Linked DNA regions of Mus musculus: all the other regions are linked to region 1. The links are chromatin contacts, called in public Hi-C and promoter capture Hi-C maps. All regions are on one chromosome and are shown on one strand. Each heading gives the region's core, a stretch centred on a gene start, on an enhancer-like site or on the middle of the called end of the contact. The rest is flanking DNA. Distances are from core to core; before and after follow the strand shown. Region 1 holds the start of Sh3bp5l (SH3 binding domain protein 5 like). Region 2 holds the start of Elac2 (elaC ribonuclease Z 2). Region 3 holds the start of Clk4 (CDC like kinase 4).

Region 1 (4,165 bases), core at 1,152-3,651:
CTGGGATTAACAGAGTCCCAACTTCCTTTTCTTAGAGCACTTCCTAAAAGGGGCCTACAAACTTGTCTCCTTCCTTTATCCCTTTAAGGTAGTGCATGCATTTCTTACTCTTTAGGAGAACCCTTCTCAGGAAGCCAAGAGCCAAACATCTTGCTATGCAGTCATTAGGAAAGACAGGGCCTTCATGCCCTACCTAGTCTTGGAGAAACATTCTTTGGTCTAACTTTGGTCAGGCGCCTGAACCTTTTTCTAGGCCTATCCAAACACTATCTTGTAAAACCTAGTTTTAATGAAGGACTTTGTGAAGGGAGTTTACCAAGACCACCCCTCTGCCAATTCTGTATGCCAGGCTCCCAATTATAGACACAAGCCTTCCAGGATTGTCTTCAGCAAGAACCCAGTTAGGTTGGCTTAGCCAGACCCCTTTACCCTTTTTTTCCCTCGAATCACATTCTCATCCACTAACCCTCAAAACTGATCTTTGGTTACAAATTTCCCCCTTGTTCATCTCTAGTTGGAGTCCTATTTCTCCCCCACTGTACTGGCTCCTATATCTAGCTGTACAATCCTTTATACCAGTTCTTAACCTGTAGGTTGTGACCTCTTTGGGGGAGGGTCACATATTATACCTGATACCATACTTGAATATCAGATATTTACATTATAATTCATAACAGTCGCAAAATTACAGTTATGGAGGAGAAACAAAATAATTTTACAGTTGGGGGACAGCACTTTAAAGGGTCGCAGGACTAGGAAGGTTGAGAACCACTGTTTACACGGCCTTCCTTATCGTTCTTTGACAAGCCACAGAATACTTTTTAGTGTAACTGCTAACTAGACACAAACTGGACTTACAGCATAGACAGTTGAAGCCTGTTCCCCTGGCACTGCCTCCCTGGCATAGCTGTAGCCATTTTGCTTCTCGCCTGCCAGTATGAGTGCCATCTCATACTGCTGCCACTGAAATTAGACTGACTGCTGACCCAGAGAATAGTCTGGCTCAGACCGTGGTCATGTTGACCATATATCCCGGTATGTTCAGAGGTTTGTTACCATGTTTTGAGGACTGTTCTTCTTGCAAACTCCCCAATTGCAGACTTCACTCAGAGCTAAGCAAGATAGAAGTCAACTTGAACTGTTATGTCTAAATTATTTAAACACACACACACACAACTTGGAAAAAGGCCAATAACCCTACAAGCCCTCCCCGCAATTGCTTGTGAGTTCATTATGGGTTTCTGCCTATATAAACTGACCCTGAAACGAAGTTCATGATAGTAGCATTCAGTTCCAGAGTCTAAGCTATGTCTACCGACCGTGGGGTGTGCATTCAATACACTATCCCTGTCTGACTGAGATTGATATTCCTGTGGTTTGTGGGGCGACTCCTGGACCCTAACAGGGACCAGCTCTGGAATTCCTTTCACTTCAGACTGTGGAACCCCGTCCTCCTCCATTCTCATGCCTCTAGAAACACCTAAAGACTCCTTCACAGATAGGAAGGCAGCTCTTGACTAAACAGACTCTTTACCGATTTACTAAACACGGGCTATGTTCAACAGAACCCAATGGGAAGAGAATTGGGCCCGGATACGTGTTTCATCTCCAGAAAAAAAGCCTGGGGCCCCGAGGCCGTCAGACATTTGTACCACGCAAGCATCCATCCTGCATCCCATCCATGGCTTCGGTCCGTCTTGCAAGCCACACATAGCACTGGTATCCAGACCACCCATGAACGAAGCAGGGAGCTCACTGGGCTAAGTTCGAGCCTCCTCCTCCCACTCTAGGAAAGTGAGCTAACAGTGAGATCCTCTGCATTCACGCGGTAGCCGGCGTCCCGTGAGGCCGGCTACTTAGCGGGAGAGATGGCGCCCGCTGCAGGTGTCGGGAGAGGTTCACCCACCTGTCTCGACCTAGAGTCCGCCGGATTCACTGAACCGAGAAAAAAGAAAAGAAAAGGAAAAAAAAAATCACTTTTGAAAAACGACTTCGTTTTTGTTAGCAATACCCAGATAGGAGCTAGCCGAAACCGGAAGTTGCATCACCTCCGGTCGCGCCAGGCAGTGACAGTCCTTAGCCCCGCCTCTGTTCCTAAAGCAACGATGGCCGCTCCCGCGTACGACACTATTGCTAGCATTTCTCGAATTGGGAGGGACTATCGATTTTCATCACCTGCTGTAGTTTTCCTCAGCAACTCTTACTCATGCATTCATTTTATTTAGGCTTGGTTGGCGGGTGAACTGGGAGCTAGGAAAGGCGACGTCGGATGTAGAGTAGCGCCATCTTGTACGGACCCTGAACGTTTAGCACGCCGAGCGTGAGCTTACATCGGGCAATACTTGTCAGAGAGGAAAAAAAAAAATAGCGTTTTTACGCGATGGCGTATTTCCGTTTCCTCTCTGCCAGGGCGTTTTTGGTTGGACGGTCTTGTTGCGGAGGGAGGGGGAAGATTGTTTGCTCCGTAGACGCTCCCCGTAAAGCAAGGTAAACTGAGGTAAAGCCGGGAAGGGGCATTTTTTTTTTCGCCTGGTTACATGGGATGGCTGGGACTCAGACGCTGGGTCCGCGGAAGAGTATGCGCTTGGAGCCTGGAGGCTCAGATGGCCCCCAGGGCTGGAGAGGCAAGGTTGGGGGATAGAAGGTGAATTGCAAAGCCGGACCGAGGGGGACGGGCTTGGTAGAAAAAGGGTGTGGAGGAGAGAGGGTGGGGCTCAGAGGGAAGTTTGGAAGGGGAGGGACTGTGGAGGGAACAGGGACGCGAGCAGAGTCGGACCTAAAGTCCTTGAGGCCGGAGGAAAGAAGTTGAGGTGGGGGACTGGTCGGATCTCGGGAGTGTGTGTTGGGAAACCAGTGGTATCTTGGGGAGACCCAGGACGCGGAGGAGGCTGCTGGCCAAGGTTCTGATGCTGACATCCTATGTAACTTGACCTTTGTGTCTCCTGCAGCTCCCCAGAGGCGCATCTCCCACCCTCTGCTTGGACTTAGCTTTCTCTCCATCTGCCACCACAGCCTGGAGGCGCTTGCCTCCACCCTCCCGAATGGTGCTCCTCTTCCCAGGCGTCGGCCCAGGATCCAGGCCCCCTTTGCTCCTTGAGTTGGAGCTGTTGCCGCTGGGGTCTCTTGGTGGGCTCCCCGTGGTGAGGTGTGAAGAACTTTTGCACAGACGAAGCTTTAGTTATAAGGACCTCCTCAGCAGTTCGAAGCTCAGCCTCTAACTGAACGCGAGGCCCATCTGTGCTGCTTCTCTTCGGCCTTTGAGAAGAGAAAGCCCTATTCTGTTCCATCCAAAGTCCAGGAAGCCTCAAACTGGGGCCCTGCTCCCAGCATGCCAGCCCTCTCTTGTGCATAGGGCTTTGCCCTCTTCCAGCCAGCATGGCTGATCTCAAAAAGGCTGCAGGGGGCCGGGAGACTCCGCAGGGGGAACTTCGGTCAGAGGTGGTAGAGGATGAGGGCCCTAGGAGCCCGGTCGCAGAGGAGCCTGGAGGAAGTGGAAGCAACAGCAGTGAGACCAAATTGTCCCCTAGAGAGGAGGAGGAACTGGATCCTAGGATACAGGTGAGAAGGCTGATGGAGGAGGTCAGAAGTCCAGAGGCCAGACTTGCTGAAGAGCTGTGGGATCAATGAGGCCTTAGACTCCTCTCTCACAGTGGGCTGGGGTGGGAAAGGGAAGCAGACATGTACATAAAACGTGGCGGTTCAGTGTGACAAGTGTGACAAGTGCTGATGGAGAGCAGGGACCCTGCCTGAGTGCTTGGGGCATAGAACCACTCATTGTTCTTCTTTCTGAATAAGCAAAAAGATTGCTAGCTCAGGTATCTTACATATCCTGGAGGCAAGAGGAGATGGCTGAGACTGGGAGGCAGTTTGGAGGCTGAGGAAATCTCCCCCCCCCCCCCCCCACCTTTTACCTTCTTAGATATGTCTCTCAGAATCATTTTGAGTTGTGAGACCTTTCAGGTATTTGAAAGGCACGGTAAGGTTTGAGTCTGTAAGGAAATCAACTCCCTTCCCTCCTCCCCATCCCCCTCTCTTTGAGACAGGATTCTCTTGTGTAGCCCTGGCTGTCCTGGAACTTGATTTGTAGACTAGGGTGGCCTAGAACTCCGAGATCTGCCTGCTTCTGCCTCCCTGCTCCTGGGATTAAATTAGGTGTGTGCCACCA
Region 2 (4,253 bases), core at 1,597-4,096, 6.6 Mb after region 1:
GCATGCGCCACCACTGCCTGTTTCCTACATGAATTTTTACTGGAATTTCTAACATTTTTTTTAATGTGCCAGATGTGGTGGTGTACACATTTAATCCTACCACTCAGGAGGCAGAAGCTAGTGGATCCCTGTGAATTCAAGGCTAGCCTGGTCTACGTAGAGAGTTCCAAGACAGCCAGGGCTACATAGAGACTCCTGTCTCAAAATAACAAAATAAAAAATTGTGATTTTTAATATTTGCAGGAGTGGAGGTGTCAAAAAATTGAAATGGCATGTAGCATTGGTCTGGGGATTTTAAAATGGAGTCAAAAGTTCTAAGACAGGCCACTGCTGAAACTCTGAAGTAGGTTGCAGATATGGCATTTCTCAGATCCAGTTGATTTTTCAAAGATTGTTAACCTCTCCTGACCCCTACAACAGACCCTCTCCCCCGAAACACTCAAGAGACCAAGACAACACCCAATCCCCCCACTTTTAAAAAAATGGCTTAATTTTTGCCAACATCAACCAAAGTTGTTGACTAAAGGATATAATTTAAGACAGGTGGTGGTGGTACATGGCTTTAATACCAGCACCTGGGAGACAAAAGCAGATGGATCTCTGAGTTTGAGGCCAGTCTGGTCTATAGAGTGAGTTCCAGGACAGCCAAAGTTACACAGAGAGACACTCTCTTGATAAAATGTGTGTGTGTGTGTGTGTGTGTGTGTGTGTGTGTGTGTGGTAAAAGCTTTAGGGGCTTAAACTAAAATGGCAGCCACTATCTTATAAAGCTCAAGATATTCAAGATTTCATAAATGTGATTTCCCTAATCTTAATCCTAACTAGCCCCAAGCAAGTGTAATTCTTCTTGTTCTTGGCTGGGTAATAGTATGTTACAACCTTTCCTTTCCTTAAAAGATGTTCAGTTATCTGGGGTTTCCCTGCCGCTCACTGGTATGATTACTTCAAGTAGGATGGTAATTGTCACAGAGCCAGTTTCATATTCAGTGAGGCTCTCCAGTAAACACCACGCCACATTCCTCAAGTGTGCTTTCTGAATTTCTAGAGGATTCAACGGAGAGCTCTGTTGTGGAGAAACCCTCAAGAGCCTCTGAAATGGTAGTAGGCCTTTTTCTCAAATGACCCACACTGGGACACGGAATGTTACAGTGACTCGCACATAGTCATCCTCTCAGTCTGCCCTCCCTCTTTCTCTGCTAGCCTAGATCCACTAAGGACCCCAGGCTGGGCTTGACCTCAGGGGAGCCATCATTCCTGGATGTTACTGTTTTGAAATGTATATGGATGTTTTTTGTGAATGTATGTTTGTACTTCAGGTGCCTAACTGATACCTGCTAAGGTCAGAAGATGTGAGTTTCTGTGGGAATGGAGTCTCAGAAGATAACTTGTGAGTCACCATGTAGGTGCTGGCAACAGAAACTCCGACCTCTCAAAAATAGTGATCTTGAACTATGATCGATCCATTTGGTCTCAGCATTAAAAAAAAAAAAAAGTGTGTGTGTCTTCCTGCCCATCCACCCAAGTTGGGAAAGGGTCTCATGTAGCCCCAGGTTCACCTCCAACTCACTATCTTGATTGTCCAGCTCCAGCCTCAGAGCCACCTGACAGTCCAGCCTCAGACATCTGACAGTCTCCCTGAATACTTGTTTAAATACATTTCCTGCAGGTGGCAACATTTTCTTCTCCATAAATTTCTATTATTTATTCTGCGTATCTCTTTAGTGCCACTCAAAGCACCGACCATCAAAGGGCCTTTAGCCAACCAAGCATGCCAAATACGACTCTGGCAGGCCTTGGCTTCACCGCCATACCCTCCATCTTGCTAAAAATCATTAGATTACATCCATAAAGCTAGACACCAAGGTCTATTCCCTTATTTGACCATTTTCTCCTCTTGAGGCTGACCACTAAGGTCCAGCTAACAAAGCACTGAAGTCCAGCCCCTTGAAAAGCCCCCTTTGGCTTATGTAATTAATATACACAATCAAAACAAACCAACTTATCCTAACATCGGATTTTTTTTTTAACCTTTATGAACTGTTATTTGCCTATGGGTCGGTCTCCTCCCTATCCAGAGGCAGCCCTTCGTGTTTCGGGTGCAAATACTCCTCTCTCCTCTCTCTTGACCCTTTTCTCTTCGTCCTAGTCTCTATCTTCTTTCTTTGTCTCTTATTCACTGCCTTTTGTCTCTCTGGGGAAAATAAATCTCCTTTGTTCTGAGAACTTGGTCTTGGGGTGTCCTAAGTCGACTTTCGAGGTCCCCACAGCCATGTTAATTCTAAATATCTCCCAAAGATAAGCACTGTTAAACTATTTCCGTCTTGAAGTAAGGAATGCAAGGCAGAGAGGACCGGCTCATAACAGCAATAAGACGCAACACTACGAAGTTTACTTAGTCTTTTCATCTCTATTCTCACGCCAAAACAAAGAATATCATCTGAAATGTGTTCTTATGGTGGAAATCAAATTAGCCAGATCTATCTCCCATGAGATCGTCACCATCATCATAAGCAAGAACAATGCAAACTTGGAATACTTTTGTCGAAGGGCAGAGCTCCTGACAGAAGACGATGAACCTGAAAAAGACTCAGTCCTTTCCCAGTAATGCCTTTCGAGTACTTGCACTCTCAGAAGTCCCGCTTCCGCCAAGTGACAGTAACCGGAAAACGTCAACAGGGAAAGCCGGAACCGGTGAGGGGGGCGGGGCCTCCGGCGACGCTCTAGCTTTCGCTTACTCTACGTCCACCTTGATTGACAGACTCCGAGCTCCAAGGCTCGTTACGATTGGATGCGGAGCTTTGGATGGGCGGGCAGCTAGCGCGGCGGCGCGCTGATTGGTCAGTTCCGCCATGCGGTGGAGGGGCGGTGCTTGTGGCGGCGTGAGGGGTCTGGCTGCCTTGTCAGCCTGGTGTGGTCGGGTGCATGTGGGCGCTCCGCTCACTGTTGCGTCCCCTTGGCCTGCGCACCATGTCGCAGGGTTCGGCTCGTCGGCCGCGGCCATCCAAAGACCCACTGCGACACCTGCGTACGCGGGAGAAGCGCGGCCCGGGTCCCGGGGGCCCGAACACCGTGTACCTGCAGGTGGTGGCGGCGGGCGGCCGGGACGCGGGGGCTGCTCTCTATGTCTTCTCGGAATACAACAGGTCAGAGTGGGCCGACAGCCCTGGGGGATTGGCCCCAGCGCCACGTGCTCGGGAGGCCTCCTGTCCAATCCTGTATATATCCCTTACCTCCCTTAGTCAGCATGGCTTTCAGGTATCCGGGCAAAACTTCCCGTGCCCCGACTCTCACCATCACCATCCCAAAGCGGGGGCCTCACCGTGAGTGTGTGGGCTAGACCGGTTTCATAAGTCGATGGGGAAAGACATCACTCCCCATTGATCTATACCAAACTACACTCTTCCGTCACTAACCAAAGAGGGCTCAAAACCTACTAGGCAGTATGAGAACCCTGTCATTTATGTCGCTGTATCTACAGTAAAGCATTTTACAGAGTATACTTGTAAGTACAGTAATGTTCCTCCTGTAGGTACCTTTTTAACTGCGGAGAAGGCGTCCAACGACTTATGCAGGAACACAAGTGAGTCAACTCCTGGCTTCTGGGGTGGAGATGATTATGGGCTTGAAAGCTGAGGTGAGAGGCAGATGAGACTTCTCAGCAGACACGGTCTCTGGTCGTCTTTGTTTCATCTGGCTGAAATGTATGTTTTTTTCTTAGACTGAAAGTCGCTCGCTTGGACAACATCTTTCTGACTCGGATGCATTGGTCAAATGTTGGGGGGTTGTGTGGTGAGTATGTGTTTGGAGGTCAGGGGCCGGTGGGAAGTTTCTGGGGGCTTAACATGGCTTGCAGCTCATTTGTTCATCTTCCTAGCCCAGGGGAGATAGAATTCCTGGTACACTAGCTTAGTCAGCTTGAGTAGGGGGTGTGAAAACCTAGACTCGGAAAAGTAGGCCTTGATATGGTTACAACCTCCACCTGGACCACAGATTTAACAACAGAGTGCTGTGGTGGGTGCTGATCAGACTCTGCAGCTGGATTCAGACACATACTGTCATCCAGACTGTGTGGCTGCCAGATTTTGAAAGCATAGTAGTATGGGCAGAGGAGAGAATGAGGTAGTGGACTGTGCCCTCCTCCCCCTTGCATAGCAGACCCTGCTCTGATGCATGGTTAGATCAATGCTAACATTATTTTCTCTTTATGTATTGTATAGTTGCTTATACCCTAGAACAGGGACACGTAGGTAAAT
Region 3 (4,339 bases), core at 1,434-3,933, 7.1 Mb before region 1:
TTTTAAATATTGAGAAAATGCAGTAAGTAGAGTTGGGAAGCCAATGTGTTGTTTTGTGAGATGGGGTCTCTTGTAGTCCTGGCTGCCTTAGAACTTACTGTGTAGCCTAGAATGACCTTCTCATGATCCTCTGCCTTCCACCTCTCAACATGCTGGCATCACAGCTCTATGCTACTGATCTTGGTGTCTGGGATTTATTTATTTAGTGAAACTTAGTCAATGCCACCAATTTTATTCAAGGGACCTTTTATTGAGGGACCCAGAAGATGGCTCAGTGAGTAAGAACCTTTTCTACCAACACTATCAATCTTAGTTTGATCCTCAGGACCCACATTGTAGATGGAGAGAACTGACTTCTGTATGTCTTCCTCTGACCTCCAAATGTGTGCCATAGCATGGATTCACTGACTATCCACTCCACAGTCTCTAGATAGATTCAATTACATTTTTAAATTTAGATTTTAGTTAAATTAACGTAGAAACAGTGACTAGTAATGTGTGATGGCAGTTCCATTCTAATGGGTGGGTGGGTGGGGGTTATCTAAGGATCCACTATTAGAAGGAATTCTATCTTCTCTATAAACTTTTGGGCATGACCTAGTCAAAGTTTTGGTAAATGGTTTCTCTCTTGCAGTTACCAGAACCAATATCCTGACGAATCCTGAAGGCTGACCAAGTGCCTGTGGCTAGTATTTCCAGAGGGTACATGCATCTGTGATCTGGCCCTGGATCTGAGACCCGTTCATTGATAGGTCAGACCTAATAGCTCACACCAGTGATGCCAGCAATTCGGAAGCTGTAACAGGAGGATTTCTACAAGTTCCAGGCAAGCTTAGACTAAATAATAAGTTCCAGATTGTCCCTGTGTATACAAAGACGATCACAAAGGAAGAGGGGAAAAAAGAAGAAAGAATAGTGGGGAAGGAGAGAAGAGAGACCCATATAAGTAATTAAAGGAGCAGTGCAGGGCACTTCCTGTATTCCCTGAATGGTATGAATTCAGATGCTTCCTGCCCACTCCATATGCTCTGCAGAGTGCACTGGGAATTGGGATGCTTTCAACATTGTTTGACTGAATCTTTGTTACTCCTGTGCTGTTTGACTTTCTCTTCAGAAGTGTTAGGAACCCTGGAGGAAACTGGGATATTGTCCATCTTGGGCAGTATGGGATGCCTGAGAGATCCATTGTGACTCATTCATGGTGTGGCCTTTAATCAACTTTGCTAAATGTGAAGGGATTCATTGTTTCATAATGGGAGCTTCAGAGACAAATCACCATGAAACGAGCCTTTTCAAGACAGACCCTTTTGGTCTTGCCAAAAGATGGACTCAGAATACTTTTCTCTAACTGATTAAGAAAAAAGTAAGTTGTTTTTTACTTTGTTGCATGAATGGAGGCAGTAAGTATGACAATGAAACCGTAAGCTAGCAAAGTTTGAATGGTATTTTCAGGAGTTAAATTTGTCATTAAAGCAAGGAGCTAAGAATCACCTCTTAGAGTTGTCTAGATTACTAAGACTGTCTATAAAGTGATTGGCATAGAGTATTTAATTAATCTGGTTATGACAGCTCATATTTATGCTTCAAGCTCTTGGAGGAAGGAGATAAGAGATAGGACGACCAGAAGAAGTTCAACCCTACTGGGTTAGACAGTAATTATGGTGTTGGATTCTCAGCAGTTTTGTTTTTTGAGTTTTGATCTCATGTAGCTCAGACTGGCCTTGAACTTGCTATATGGCCCAGGATGACCTAGAATTCCTGATCCTCCTGTTTCTAAATCCTAAATGCTGGGATTACAGGCCTGCACCACAAAAGCCCAGTTCTCTGAAATTAAAAAAGGATATATATTAAGAATTTGTTATGTCGCCAGGCAGTGATAGTGCACGCCTTTAATCCCAGCACTTGGGAGGCAAGAGGCAGGTGAGTTTCTGAGTTCAAGGCCAGCCTGGTCTACCGAGTGAGTTCCAGGACAGCCAGGATTACACAGAGAAACCCTGTCTCGAAAAAAAAACCAAAAAGTCTGACCACAAATGCCCGTTTGTTGAGTAACTGTAGTAGAAAATCATGAGGCTGCCATGGTTGTAACCGGAAGAATACTGTCAGAAGTCTTAGGACAAACCTCCCCATTCCTTTCGATTTGCTGGCTGAGAAGGCGAGGAGGAAGAGAGAGAGGAAGGCAAAGAGAAAGAGAAGGGTAAGCACCTGCTACGCTTGTTTTTAGAGGCATATTCAGGTAAACTTCTCCAAATCCAGTTTAGAGCGGAAGCGCCAGGTGACAGCCATATCCTGGTCACTGAGCTGCCCTAGCTGGGAGCATTCGGGGACTCTGCGCTCTGGTGGCTCTACCTGGAGCTGAGGTTGAGGGGCGACTGGTAGATGGAGTGCGATGAGCTTCCCACTTTAAGCTGATGGGAAAAGGTCAGAGGTTGGCCCTACCCAGCGTGGCCACGCCCAGCAAAACTCTTCGAGAGCCCGACGCGCGCCGCAGACTTAAGGCGGGCTTCCAGGTTCACCTAAGAACAGAAAGAACCTCAGCCTGACAAGCGGACAGAACCTCGTCCTACCCGCGCCTCCAGCGCTGCGCAGCCGCAGTGTGGCTGATCAAGCCCCGCCGTCCCTGACGTCACAGACCCCTCGTCCCCTTGCACGATCTGTGGGCGGGCACGAGGCTTCGTGACGCATGCGCGCTGGCTCGGCGTAGGTGGCGCTGGAGCCACCTGAGGAGGTTGTAGGGTGACGGCGCGGACGCCATTTTGTCGGTGTCTGTCGCAGCGGCTGGAGAGGAACGACGGCGGTTTGGCGACATTTCTCGGCCAAAAGGCCGCTTGCTTTTGCGGAGGTGAGGTGGGCAGTGTCGCGCGGAGCCAGGTGTCTGAGGAGAGAGTGGGCTTTGGGCGTCAGCACCGGGAGGATGCGTCCGCGGGGCTGGCGGGGTGCCTCTCGGCCGGCGGCGACAACACCCGAGCTGCCGCGGTTTCGCCGCTCGAGTCAAGGCCCGCAGGCCCCGGGTTCGCCCGACGGTGCGGTCCGGCAGCTTGGGCCTCGCTCACCTCTTGTCAAGGCCTCGGCCGTCCATCGCAGGAACCAGCGGGGAGACCCTTGGCGGGACGCATCCCCGGTACTAGTGCCGTCCAGAGTCGAAGTCACCCCGACCCCCTACTCACCCCTGTCTGTGGCCTCGGCCGTTTGCATAACCGGAGCCTTTTCCAAAGTCCGCTATTCGCTCTGTTGTTCAGCTCTAAGGGCCCTGGCCAGCTGCCCGGAAGAGGTAGGGCAGGCGCTGCGGCGAGCCAGGCAGCGGCTGGAGTTCACCTCCAGCTTCGAGGATCACACTTGGGAAGGAAGGTTCGTCCTTCATGCCAGGCGGTCACCCCACCCCAAGCCCCCCCTAGATCTGGGTCGCCCCGATTGCCCAGGCATTATGTAGGCCAGGCAGGACTCGAACTCAGGAGATTCTCCTGCCTCTGCCTCCTGAGTGATGGGATTAGAGAGCTGAGTGATGGAATTAGAGAGCGAACATTGCATTTACATTGTGACAGCTCTGTTGCTCAAGTAGCCAACCCTCTAAACCAGTGGACCGATTGTCACCTGGTCTAATGTTAAAGCTGCAGATATTTGGCCTAATTTTGAACACGCACCCGAGGGCCTCTTGTACCCCCACTTAAATGGGAGACTGAAACTTCTAAAACGTGGTGGAGAATAATATTTCTAGTATGAGCGTATACATATGGGTTCCATTGTATCTTTTATTGAAAGGATACAGAGGATTGTAGCATGATTTTTAAGTGTTAGAGATAGTGTAATATTTTGAGGTAGCTTTTCTTTCCTGTGTATGAAAGCTCTCATGAGCTCAGAAATCTTTTACTTTGCCTCCTAAGTAAATATTTCTTTGTTGGTTGTTTGAAACAAGGTCTCGCTGTGCAGACCAGGCTGTCCTTGAAGTCTCTCAGAACTCCACCTGCCTCTGCCTCTAGGGTGGCACGTGTCACCACACCTGCCTAAAAACAAAGTATTTCCGAACTCGGCCAGAGATCAGAGGAGGGATGGGGAATGTTAGTCGGGGCCTATTGGGACAAGGACCCACTGATAGGTGGGTTTGCATATTAGTCACTTGAGAAGTTGAGATTTGTCCTGTGAGAGGTAAACTGGCTGTAGCGATGTGAAGTGGAGGGGGAGGGGGTAACTTGAAGCAAGCAACCAAGACTTGTGAAACCCTAATGGCCAGTCACAAGGATGAGTCATCAGAAGCTGTACACTGGGCTGCTGTGTTTTGAGAGTGCTTAGCCTGTAGCCCGGTGGCTTGGGATTCAGAATTTAATTCCCTCCCCTCACCCCCTCT

Evidence for each region. Promoter capture Hi-C pulls out the DNA fragments that hold promoters and counts their contacts. Hi-C and Micro-C count contacts between places; a contact is called where the count stands out from the background.
Region 2: a promoter capture Hi-C map of pre-B cells shows a contact between it and region 1. The contact joins the promoter of Elac2 here to the promoter of Sh3bp5l in region 1. A contact is called at or near these places in 1 of 39 promoter capture datasets (pre-B cells) and 1 of 484 Hi-C or Micro-C datasets (muscle stem cells).
Region 3: a Hi-C map of muscle stem cells shows a contact between it and region 1, with 4 times the contacts expected there. The contact joins the promoter of Clk4 here to the promoter of Sh3bp5l in region 1. A contact is called at or near these places in 1 of 39 promoter capture datasets (liver) and 2 of 484 Hi-C or Micro-C datasets (CD8 T cells and muscle stem cells).

The regions. Positions count from the first base shown.
Region 1 is chr11:58,328,306-58,332,470 of GRCm38.p6, forward strand. Sh3bp5l (SH3 binding domain protein 5 like) reads left to right here and starts at 2,402. Exons shown (of 7, transcript NM_024480.5): 1 at 2,402-2,487; 2 at 2,949-3,558. The coding sequence starts at 3,376. It also overlaps a transcript of Zfp672 not described here.
Region 2 is chr11:64,976,189-64,980,441 of GRCm38.p6, forward strand. Elac2 (elaC ribonuclease Z 2) reads left to right here and starts at 2,847. Exons shown (of 24, transcript NM_001362983.1): 1 at 2,847-3,143; 2 at 3,530-3,580; 3 at 3,719-3,789. The coding sequence starts at 2,923.
Region 3 is chr11:51,260,431-51,264,769 of GRCm38.p6, forward strand. Clk4 (CDC like kinase 4) reads left to right here and starts at 2,684. Exons shown (of 13, transcript NM_007714.6): 1 at 2,684-2,839. BC049762 (cDNA sequence BC049762) reads right to left here and starts at 2,574. Exons shown (of 3, transcript NM_001382322.1): 1 at 2,203-2,574. The coding sequence starts at 2,227.